Regions from separate parts of the Gossypium hirsutum genome. Here region 2 is linked to region 1. A link is a contact called in public Hi-C data. All regions are on one chromosome and are shown on one strand. Each heading gives the region's core, a stretch centred on a gene start, on an enhancer-like site or on the middle of the called end of the contact. The rest is flanking DNA. Distances are from core to core; before and after follow the strand shown.

Region 1 (5,091 bases), core at 1,117-3,616:
TCCTTATATTTTATATTATTATTTAAGAATTTTGTTAAATTATTGTCATCCATCAAACAAGTTATAATTTAGTTGTGAAATTATAAAATTTGAATTCAAACCATAATAATTTTACCAAGTAAATTAATATTTAATTTATTTATCAAACTTTATGAAATTACTACATATCTTTTTCATTTATATCATAAATATGTTGCAACCTAATAGGCATAAAGAAAACCACTCAATATTACAATTCAATAGAAAAATGCTCATAATTTTTACTATGAGCTATTATGAGTATGGATGTACCATATGTATAAGAGAGAATGAATGATTAAAATTAAAAGGTAAAGTCAAAATTTAAGGAAAAATAATTACAATATTAATTTACATATTCTATCCATTACATATATTTGAACTCAAAGGCTTTTTACATGTTATTTTGTGAAATTTTATACAATTTTTAGATTGTTTTAGAATAAAAACCAAAATAATATAATATATAAATATTAAAAATTTATTTATTATTTGGATAAATTATACCAGATGTCACTAAATTTTAATTAATTTTTAATTATTTTAACTGAAATTTTAAAATTTAAAAAGATACCATTAATATTTTCAGATGATTACAAAATATCATTAAACCGTTTATTGATGGGAAACCGTTTATTGGTAACGGAAACAATGATTTGACTTTATTTTAATACTAAAATTATTTCCTTTCTTTTTTAATATATATTTTTTTTCCTCTTCCTCTTCTTCTTCTTCTCATTTACCTTCCCTAGCCAACCCTAGTTGCCACTGATTTCACCACCATCGATGGCTTTCATCGGCTGTTCTCTTCATGCTGCTCTTCCGCACCATCCCATGCCATTTTGTGCCTAATGGATTGAGTCCACCGACCTCCTAATCCTTTTTCATCTCTCTTAAACAAAGTTCAGTCTTTTTATAATTATTATTTTTCTAATTTCAAAGAAAACAAACAAAATTAGCCAATCAAATAAAAAAGCAAAATTAATTGATGTTTTCGATTCATTGGGTCTGGGTTGCCCAAAGGGTCTGATATGGTGGCAGCTGCTGCACTCCCTGTCGCTTTTCCAAAAAAGCTAAAGAGGAAATTAAAGATACAATCATAAAAAAAAATTTTAGGAGATCTAAAACAACAAAAAAGAAAATCAAGACAGGGTCTTTAAAAACAACAAAAACATTTTGAATGAACTTTTTTCTTCAAAGAAACGTCATGCTTCATCTAGAGTGAAAGAGAGAGCAAAAAGACGAAAAATGAAAACAAATAGAGAAGAAAAGGCTAACATGTAGTAACCAAAAAGAACCTTAAATATGAGTTGCAAAATGCTTCCATGTTTTCTTTCCCTACCGTAACAAAAAACAAATTAGAAACTTTGCAATAAAATAAAAAAAGCACATAGAACTCCACGCATTAGTTATACACCTTCTTCCTCGGGGTTGTCGTCATATGCTGAAGTCAATCATATTCTCTTCATTTTCAAGCTTAAATGTTGAAAAAGAAAAAAACTTCAAACGTTGATGGGTTTAAGGGTTGGGGCTAGGCTTATCGATATCAAGGGATAGTCTTGGGAGATCCACCGGTGGGTTCGATGTCCGAGGAAGCCACTGGCGATGGTGGAATCGGTGGCGGATAGGGTTTACTGGAAAGGGAGATAAGATGGAAAGAAAGGAAGAAGAAGAAGAAGGGAAAAGAGAGAAAATAAAAAAAGGAAAAAAAGAAAAGAAATAAAAAATATATTTTTGGTGAATATAAAAATATATTTTTAAACACTGTTAAAGTGACATTTTTGTGATAATCTGATAATATTAATGATATTTTTATAATAATACGATAATATTAGTGATATTTTTGTAAGTTTTGAAAATTTAATGGTACAAATTAAAAATTAATTAAAATTTAGTGGGATATGGTGGAGTGTACGTTTTGTTATTATATCAATAATTAAAATGATGTATAATTGATGAAAATATTAATAGAATTAAATTATTTTGGTAAGGATGATTTGAAGAAATTGAGAAAATATTTTTGCCAAATGGCAGAGAAATTAATCAAAAAGAAAACACTGAGCAGACCCGCAGCCATAGCCGCCATTTCCACTTCCCCCCTTTTTTTGTGATGATTAATAATATTCTTTTATTTACTGCTCCCATTTAAATTTTATTTATGACAACATTTGTCACTAGTCTTAAAAGTGGGAGAAAGGGGAGATACATGGACAGACAAAAGAGAAGACAGAAGAAGGGAAAGGGACTTCAAAGCACTGAATTATTAAAAACAAAAAGGAGAGTGATTGAGATTCTATTCTTGAGAGACGAGAGAGAGAAAGAGAGGGGGGGGGGGGAGTAAATAAAAAGGCTTTTGTTCTTTTATAAAATAAAAATATTCCCCAATTCATTAGTATTTAAGAGGCAGCTTCAACCCGATTGTTTCTCTGTCGATGAACTTCTCAGTATCTCCTCTTCCTCAAAAGTAAACCTAACATACAACAATCTCTGGTTTCCAGAGACTTCCAAAGCTTTTTCTTCATTCGTGGTGTCTTGCAGAAGTGGTGTCCGTTGTTCTTTACTTGTGCAATTGAGAGTTAAAAAGAAAAAATCATGGGAGATGACAAGTGTGTTTTAGTAATAAGAGAGTTTGATCCGAGCAAGGATTTAACAAGTGTAGAAGAAGTTGAAAAAAGATGTGAGGTTGGTCCCAGCGGCAAACTCTCTCTCTTTACCGACCTCTTAGGCGACCCTATTTGCCGGGTCCGCCATTCCCCTGCTTTTCTCATGCTGGTACTGTATATGATATCCCTCCTCCCTTTTGTCCCTTTTTTTTTTAAATAATCTCCATTACTAAATTCCACTATTTATCTACGTATAATAAATACAGCCTTTAACATTAATATTTTCTGCATCTTTGTAAACAAGCAGGTGGCTGAGTTAAGCTCAACAAAAGAAATAGTTGGGATGATTCGAGGTTGCATTAAAACCGTTACATGCGGCAAAAAGCTTTATCGCAATAGCGAAAGCAATCATCCCACTAAACCCTTCCCCGTATACACCAAACTCGCTTACATTTTAGGCCTTCGGGTCTCCCCTTCCCACCGGTATTTACTATAAATGCCCCAACAAACCATTTTTAGTACGTTAATACATCAGTAAATGAATTATTTTGATTTCTTTGTTGGGTTTTTTATCCACAAGAGAATGGGAATTGGGTTAAAGTTGGTCCGAGGAATGGAAGATTGGTTTGTCCTAAACGGCGCTGAATATTCCTACTTAGCAACGGAAAACGACAACAAACCTTCTGTTAAGCTCTTCACTGATAAATGCGGTTACTCCAAGTTCCGTACTCCTACTATTTTGGTTAACCCCGTTTTCGCTCATCAACTCCCCGTTTCCAATCGGGTCACTCTAATCAAGCTTCCGCCGTCCGACACTGAGTTGCTATACCGCCGCCGGTTCTCCACCACCGAGTTCTTCCCTCGCGACATTGACTCGGTTCTTAATAATAGACTTAACATTGGAACCTTTTTGGCCGTGCCACGTGGAGGCTGTTACACGCAAAAGTCTTGGCCCGGGTCGGATAAGTTTTTACCAGACCCGCCAGAGTCGTGGGCTGTTTTGAGTGTTTGGAATAGCAAGGACGTGTTTAGGCTGGAAGTTCGAGGGGCGTCGAGGATGACGAAGGCGTTGGCTAAAACGACAAGGATCGTGGACAAGTTATTGCCGTTTTTTAGATTACCGTCGATCCCGGAAGTGTTTAGGCCGTTCAGTTTGCACTTTTTGTACGGTTTGGGAGGGGAAGGTCCACGCGCGGCCAAGTTTGTGAATGCATTGTGTGCACACGCGCATAACTTGGCTAAACAAGGAGAGTGCAGTGTGGTGGTGACTGAGGTGGCGACTCTTGAGCCGTTGAAAATGGGGGTCCCACATTGGAAGAGTTTATCATGTGATCAAGATTTATGGTGTATCAAGCGACTCGGGGAAGAATACAGTGACGGGTCTGTCGGTGACTGGACTAAATCACCCCCTGGACTTTCCATATTTGTAGATCCTAGAGAAGTCTAAAATCTAACCTACAAAGAAGGAAAATCTTAGTCTCTCTCTCTCTCCTTTCTTTTGCAAATAATTTTGGGGAAGATAAAAAGAGGGAATTAGAAGATATGGGTCTTTGTGTGAAAAAGAAAATGAATATCCTCTTTTTTTTTCTTTTTTTTTGGCTGTAGATATTTTGGTTTTTAGTAAATGGGATGTGGCTTTAAAGATCCTGTAGTAGCCAAACAAAGCCTTAGTTTTAGAAGCGGGGTTGAATATCTTTTTACAGAATTTTCTTTTTAGTTGTTCCAATGTTTAAAAACGGTTTTCTCTCTATAGGAATGAGAATAACGTATAATCAGAATATACTTGAAATAAAAAATAAAAAAAAAACTCCAATGAACTCTTGGGCTTTATTATTTTTCAGAATAGGGATAAAACCCTTAAAATTTTCTATTAATTTTGAAAATGAAGAAAAGAGTAAGTAATCCAAACACCTTTTCAATTATAACTTTTTTGAATTTTAAAATATAAATAATTATGAAAACCTACTCGAAAGTGTAGAGATTTTTTTTTTTTAAATTAATATTTTTCTAGCAGGTATTTAGAGCATAAAAAATATGATTATATGCTTTTAGATAGCGACACAACTACCTCTATCATTGTTTAATTTGGAAAATATTAATGGAGATCTTAGTATCTTTCTAATTAAAGGGGTGGTGGAGAAAGAAATATGAAATTCTCTCCCTAACAACGAAGAAGAATATCCATTATGATTTTTTTTTTTGGTTGGGATGAAGTAGAGAGTCTAGTCTATATATAAATAATAAGAATGAGAGATTAATGATATGGAAGACTTTGTATTTTAGCTGCTATGCCTTTTGGCTTTACTTTTATTTGTTTTTAAAAGGCAAGATTGAAATTCAAACTGAAAGGAATAGGATAGAATGTACGATTTTTTTTTTCAATCGGCTTCCATTTTAATAACAAACTCAATTTATTAATTGGATGTCAATTCAATTCAATTAGCTATTATTAATATTTTTTTGAATTTAA
Region 2 (4,732 bases), core at 93-2,592, 470 kb before region 1:
CTCAAATATTTATAACAATTCTAAAATTTATATTTCCCATTAAATATAAATATTATAAAAAATTTCTAAAAAATATATAAAAATGTTAAAAAGTAAAAAAAACCCTAAAATAATATTTTTAAGACCTAAATCCTAAACTCTAAAAATCCTTACAAATCCTAAACAAAAACCGTTAAAAAGCTCTAAACCTTAACCCTAATTTTTAAAAAAAAAAACCCTTAAATGAACCGTGAAGAGAAAAGGAAAACATGTCCAGCTGGATACGCTTTACAGACCGAGCAGGAAAGCACATCCAGCTGGAAGCGTTTTCCTGCCAAATCCGTTGAAAACGCGTTCAACTAGACGTGTTTTTCTTTTCTCTCTCCAAAATCGACTTAATCTAGAAAATTTCAACAAAAAAAAAACCAGCCTAATCTAATCATATTTCTAAAATTTCAGTATTTTTAGGTAATTCACCCCTTTTATTTCCCTATTCTATCTTTATCTTTTTCTTCTCTCTTTCAGGATAAGTCTTTTCTTTTTTTCTTTTTAACTTCCTAGCTGCGTCTTTAATTTTCATAACTCAACATTTTTATAACTCAAAAGTGCCTTCAATCAAACCCAAAATGACGAAAGAAACAAAAGTAGTTTCCTATAACCAAACATCTTTATAACTCAAAAATGGCTCGTCTTCCATGGAAAACCCATCTATGAAAGTCAAAACGGGTAAGGAGCCTCGCACTAGGCCCATTTCAAACCGGTCCTTGTTCGGAATCTAGAGAGCAGCCCATTCTTTTAAACTGCTGTCTTCATCGCCTCAAATCTTCCATATTCATTGCTGAGCACTTAAAAGCACAACTATTGCCCCGATTTCAGCTCCATTTTATGACTCTATTCTTGGCTATGTAGAGATTTTACTTTGATTTTGAAATAAAGACTTGAAAGATTTTTAGTGTTTTTAAGTTTAGGATTTAGGAAATTTCATCTAGAATTGGGACTTGGTTTCAAATTGTGTATAAAGTTTCACAAATGAGATTTTAAGATTTTAAGGTTCAAGTTTGAAGGAGTTATTGTATTAATACAAATTTTGTACATATTCTATGCAAATTTAATTTGAGCGGATTCTTATAAATTATTTTGCATTCTGGGTTTGTGCAGATGAATTATATTTTTAGTTTGAGAATATTTTATCTATTAAGTTAAAAGAATTGAGAGCAAGAGAGTCAAAGTGGGGTTGTTATTTTATTTATTTTTAACAATTTTAACTTAAAAAGAATAAAAGGTGAAAAAACAATCCAAGCGTTGGGTTGGTTCATTTAAGAAATATAATCAACCATAATGTTTTTGGTAAAGGATTGGATGGTTATGTCAAATATACCATGTATTGACGCAAATCTGAGTCAGATACCACTTGCATTCACTTCCGTGATTCTACCAAATAGCCATCTAATAACTGTTACTCTGTCCTAGAAGAAAATCCAAGGTAAGTTGTGAAGTCAGTTCCAAGTGGTCCATCCATCAAAGCAAAAAAATCCCAACTCCCAACCCATAGCTATCCAAAATGAAGGGTTTCGGGACCTATTATTTGTAATTCAAGACTTGAGCCATGGCTCACTATGTTGCAAAGGTAGTGGTGCCTATAGACCTGAAGAAAAAGCCATGGGAACAAAAACATCCCCTCCACAACCGGTGGCACCCCGACATACCAGTTGTTGCAGAGGTTAAAGATGGAGAGGTTTTCAGAGTTGAAATGGTGGATTTCAGTGGAGGTGGAATAACAAGTGACTACTCTGCCGAAGATGTCAAGCATGCTGATCAATCTATTGTGAGTTTCTACCTCCATCTTTTGCCTCCCCACTTTCCTTTCTTTCAACTTCTACTGCAACATAAAGCTGTTCCTATAATTTTTCTTAACCATTTTTCAAGTAAACAATAAGTTCCAATGTTTCTTATTGGCAATTTTAATCAAACCCTGTTGTCTAGTTAGTGAACCTTGGTATTTCAGTCTAGTAAAACCAAAATGGGACCATTGGAAAAATGGTCGAACCCCATTTGTCAGCAAGTAGAGTATTGGTCAAGACTCAAGAGTCAATACTTGCTTCAGTGGGTGACATTTGGCAAGACTGAAACAAATATCTCAACAATCTCCCTGTTTTCCCCAAAGCTTAATCCATGGCTCCTCCAACTCCAAGGCTAGTGGTGTCAGTAGATTTGAAGAAGAAGCCATGGGAACAAGCTCTACCTCTTCACAATCGTTGGCACCCTGAAATCCCTCCGGTTGCCCATGTTAAGGTCAGTGAGGTCTTTAGAGTAGAAATGGTAGACTGGACTGGAAGTGTCATAAAAGATGATGATTCTGCAGCTGATGTAAAATTCATAGACCTCTCCACTGTAAGTAAACAAACTCCATTATCTGAGTCAGGGAAAAAAGAAATAAGCTAAATATAACATCTTATGTCAGATAAATAATCTTTGAATTGAACCTACTGGTTATGATATAAAAATATTATGCAAATGATACAGGTTCATTATCTGAGTGGGCCTATAAGAGTTGTAGACAAGAATGAGACACCTGCCATGCCAGGTGATCTTCTTGCAGTGGAAATATGTAACCTGGGTCCTTTACCGGGTGATGAATGGGGTTATACAGCAACTTTTGACAGAGAAAATGGAGGAGGGTTTTTGACGGACCATTTTCCATGTGCAACAAAAGCTATTTGGTATTTTGAAGGAATCTATGCCTACTCTCCTCATATACCGGGTGCAATTTCCATTAATTCCCACTAGTTATAAGCTGTCAAAATGCTTCCCTTTGTTTCTATTGTCATTTAAAAAGGTTCATATGAACTGCAGGGGTGAGATTTCCGGGGTTGACTCATCCGGGAATAATTGGAACGGCACCATCAATGGAACTTCTGAATATATGGAATGAAAGAGAAAGAGAAGTAGAAGAAAATGGCCACAAGTCCCTAAAACTATGTGAAGTTTTGCATTCACGACCATTGGCAAACCTTCCTTCAACCAAAGGCTGCCATTTGGGGAAGGTAGTTTGCATCAGTTTGCTTGATCAGTAGCTTAATGTCTTGCAGGCTGCCTTCGTGTTTGAGATTCAACTGCAATTAGTAGGCCATGATATGCTTACTTAGATGCAATTTTCAACCAGAGAGTGATAATATCATAATGTACTGTAATGATGACAATGTGTAGATAAAAAAGGGGACTGCTGAATGGGAAAAGATTGCTAAGGAGGCTGCGAGGACTATTCCAGGAAGAGAAAATGGTGGAAATTGTGACATAAAAAACCTTAGTAGAGGTTCTAAAATATATCTTCCCGTGTTTGTTGAAGGAGCTAACCTTAGCACTGGTGACATGCATTTCTCTCAAGGTGATGGTGAAGTCTCATTCTGTGGAGCAATTGAGATGAGTGGTTTTCTTGAGCTTAAGTGAGTTTCAATTTTCATCGCACCGGAAATTTAGTAATTCGCAGAGTTGTTGCATAAATTTAATTGCTTTCATAACTGGTACCTGGTTTAATAGGTGTGAAATTATAAGAGGTGGAATGAAAGAGTACCTTACTCCAATGGGGCCAACCCCTCTTCATGTAAATCCGATCTTTGAGATCGGACCAGTGGAACCGAGATTCTCGGAATGGTTGGTTTTTGAGGGAATAAGCGTGGATGAGAGTGGAAGGCAACATTTCCTTGATGCAAGTGTTGCATATAAACGTGCAGTGCTCAATGCTATCGACTACCTCTCCAAGTTCGGGTACTCGAAAGAACAGGTATTTATGTTCCCTCAATTTTGAATCATAAAGAAATATATCACCTATGGTTAAGCCATTACTGATCCGAACGGAACAACGGTGCTCTCATCAGGTTTACCTTCTGCTATCCTGCTGCCCTTGTGAAGGAAGGATCTCCGGAATTGTAGATGCACCAAATGCTGTTGCAACTCTTGCAATTCCAACTGCCATCTTCGACCAGGTATCCTTCTCCGAAAAGATTAACTCATAGTATCATCATTCCATTCTTTTCTAGGCTCCGAAATCTCCACTTGCATGACAAAGTTAAAAATGATGGTCGTGTATCATTTGCAGGACATTCGTCCAAAAGCCGGAAAGGTGCCGATAGGGCCTCGGCTAGTGAGAAAACCAGATGTTTTAAGATGCAGTTATGATGGAAATCTTCCCACAACGAAGAACCCAGCTGCCTCAATGTAACTTAAGTCTACGGAGCTAAGACCAAGAAACTGCAGTATTGGGTTTTCGTTTCTATGCCTTGTGGGACTTTTATACACATGGAAACAACTATGGATGAACGACATTAATGTAAAGAATAAACTCCAGCTTCTGGACAAGATCGAATCCCCGATAGGATGTTATATGTTTTAAGAACTTATATAAGAACAGCTATAAAAGAGCCTTCAATCTATGCGCATATACATACACATTGAAATGCTAGTTATGTCTTGGTGAAGAGATGAATTTCTAAGAAACTATTTGATTTAGAAAACTAAGATCATTGAAACCAGTTAAACATGGAAGGATGCCATTGAATAACAAGACGCTCATCCTCAGAAGTTATGTTACATACAACGATATACTCGATTATATATTGACAGTGTTCAATGATGTTGGAGGATGCGCATTTGACATAAACACTGTCGAAACATTGTCATCGTAGTCTGATACTTTGGTTTCATACAATCCAAGTGACATGTTTTATGGAGTGGGTGACAACATTTTGATGGAAAG

Evidence for each region. Hi-C and Micro-C count contacts between places; a contact is called where the count stands out from the background.
Region 2: a contact with region 1 is called in a Hi-C map of leaf, with 4 times the contacts expected there. The contact joins the promoter of LOC107899426 here to the promoter of LOC107888693 in region 1. A contact is called at or near these places in 6 of 34 Hi-C or Micro-C datasets (leaf and seedling).

What each region holds. Positions count from the first base shown.
Region 1 is chrA11:63,147,431-63,152,521 of Gossypium_hirsutum_v2.1, reverse strand. LOC107888693 (probable N-acetyltransferase HLS1) reads left to right here and starts at 2,366. Exons shown (of 3, transcript XM_016812865.2): 1 at 2,366-2,790; 2 at 2,929-3,097; 3 at 3,194-4,192. The coding sequence starts at 2,611. The coding sequence ends at 4,068.
Region 2 is chrA11:63,615,605-63,620,336 of Gossypium_hirsutum_v2.1, reverse strand. LOC107899426 (formamidase) reads left to right here and starts at 1,342. Exons shown (of 7, transcript XM_016825138.2): 1 at 1,342-1,804; 2 at 2,503-2,740; 3 at 2,833-3,023; 4 at 3,187-3,422; 5 at 3,517-3,760; 6 at 3,855-3,962; 7 at 4,076-4,409. The coding sequence starts at 1,586. The coding sequence ends at 4,198.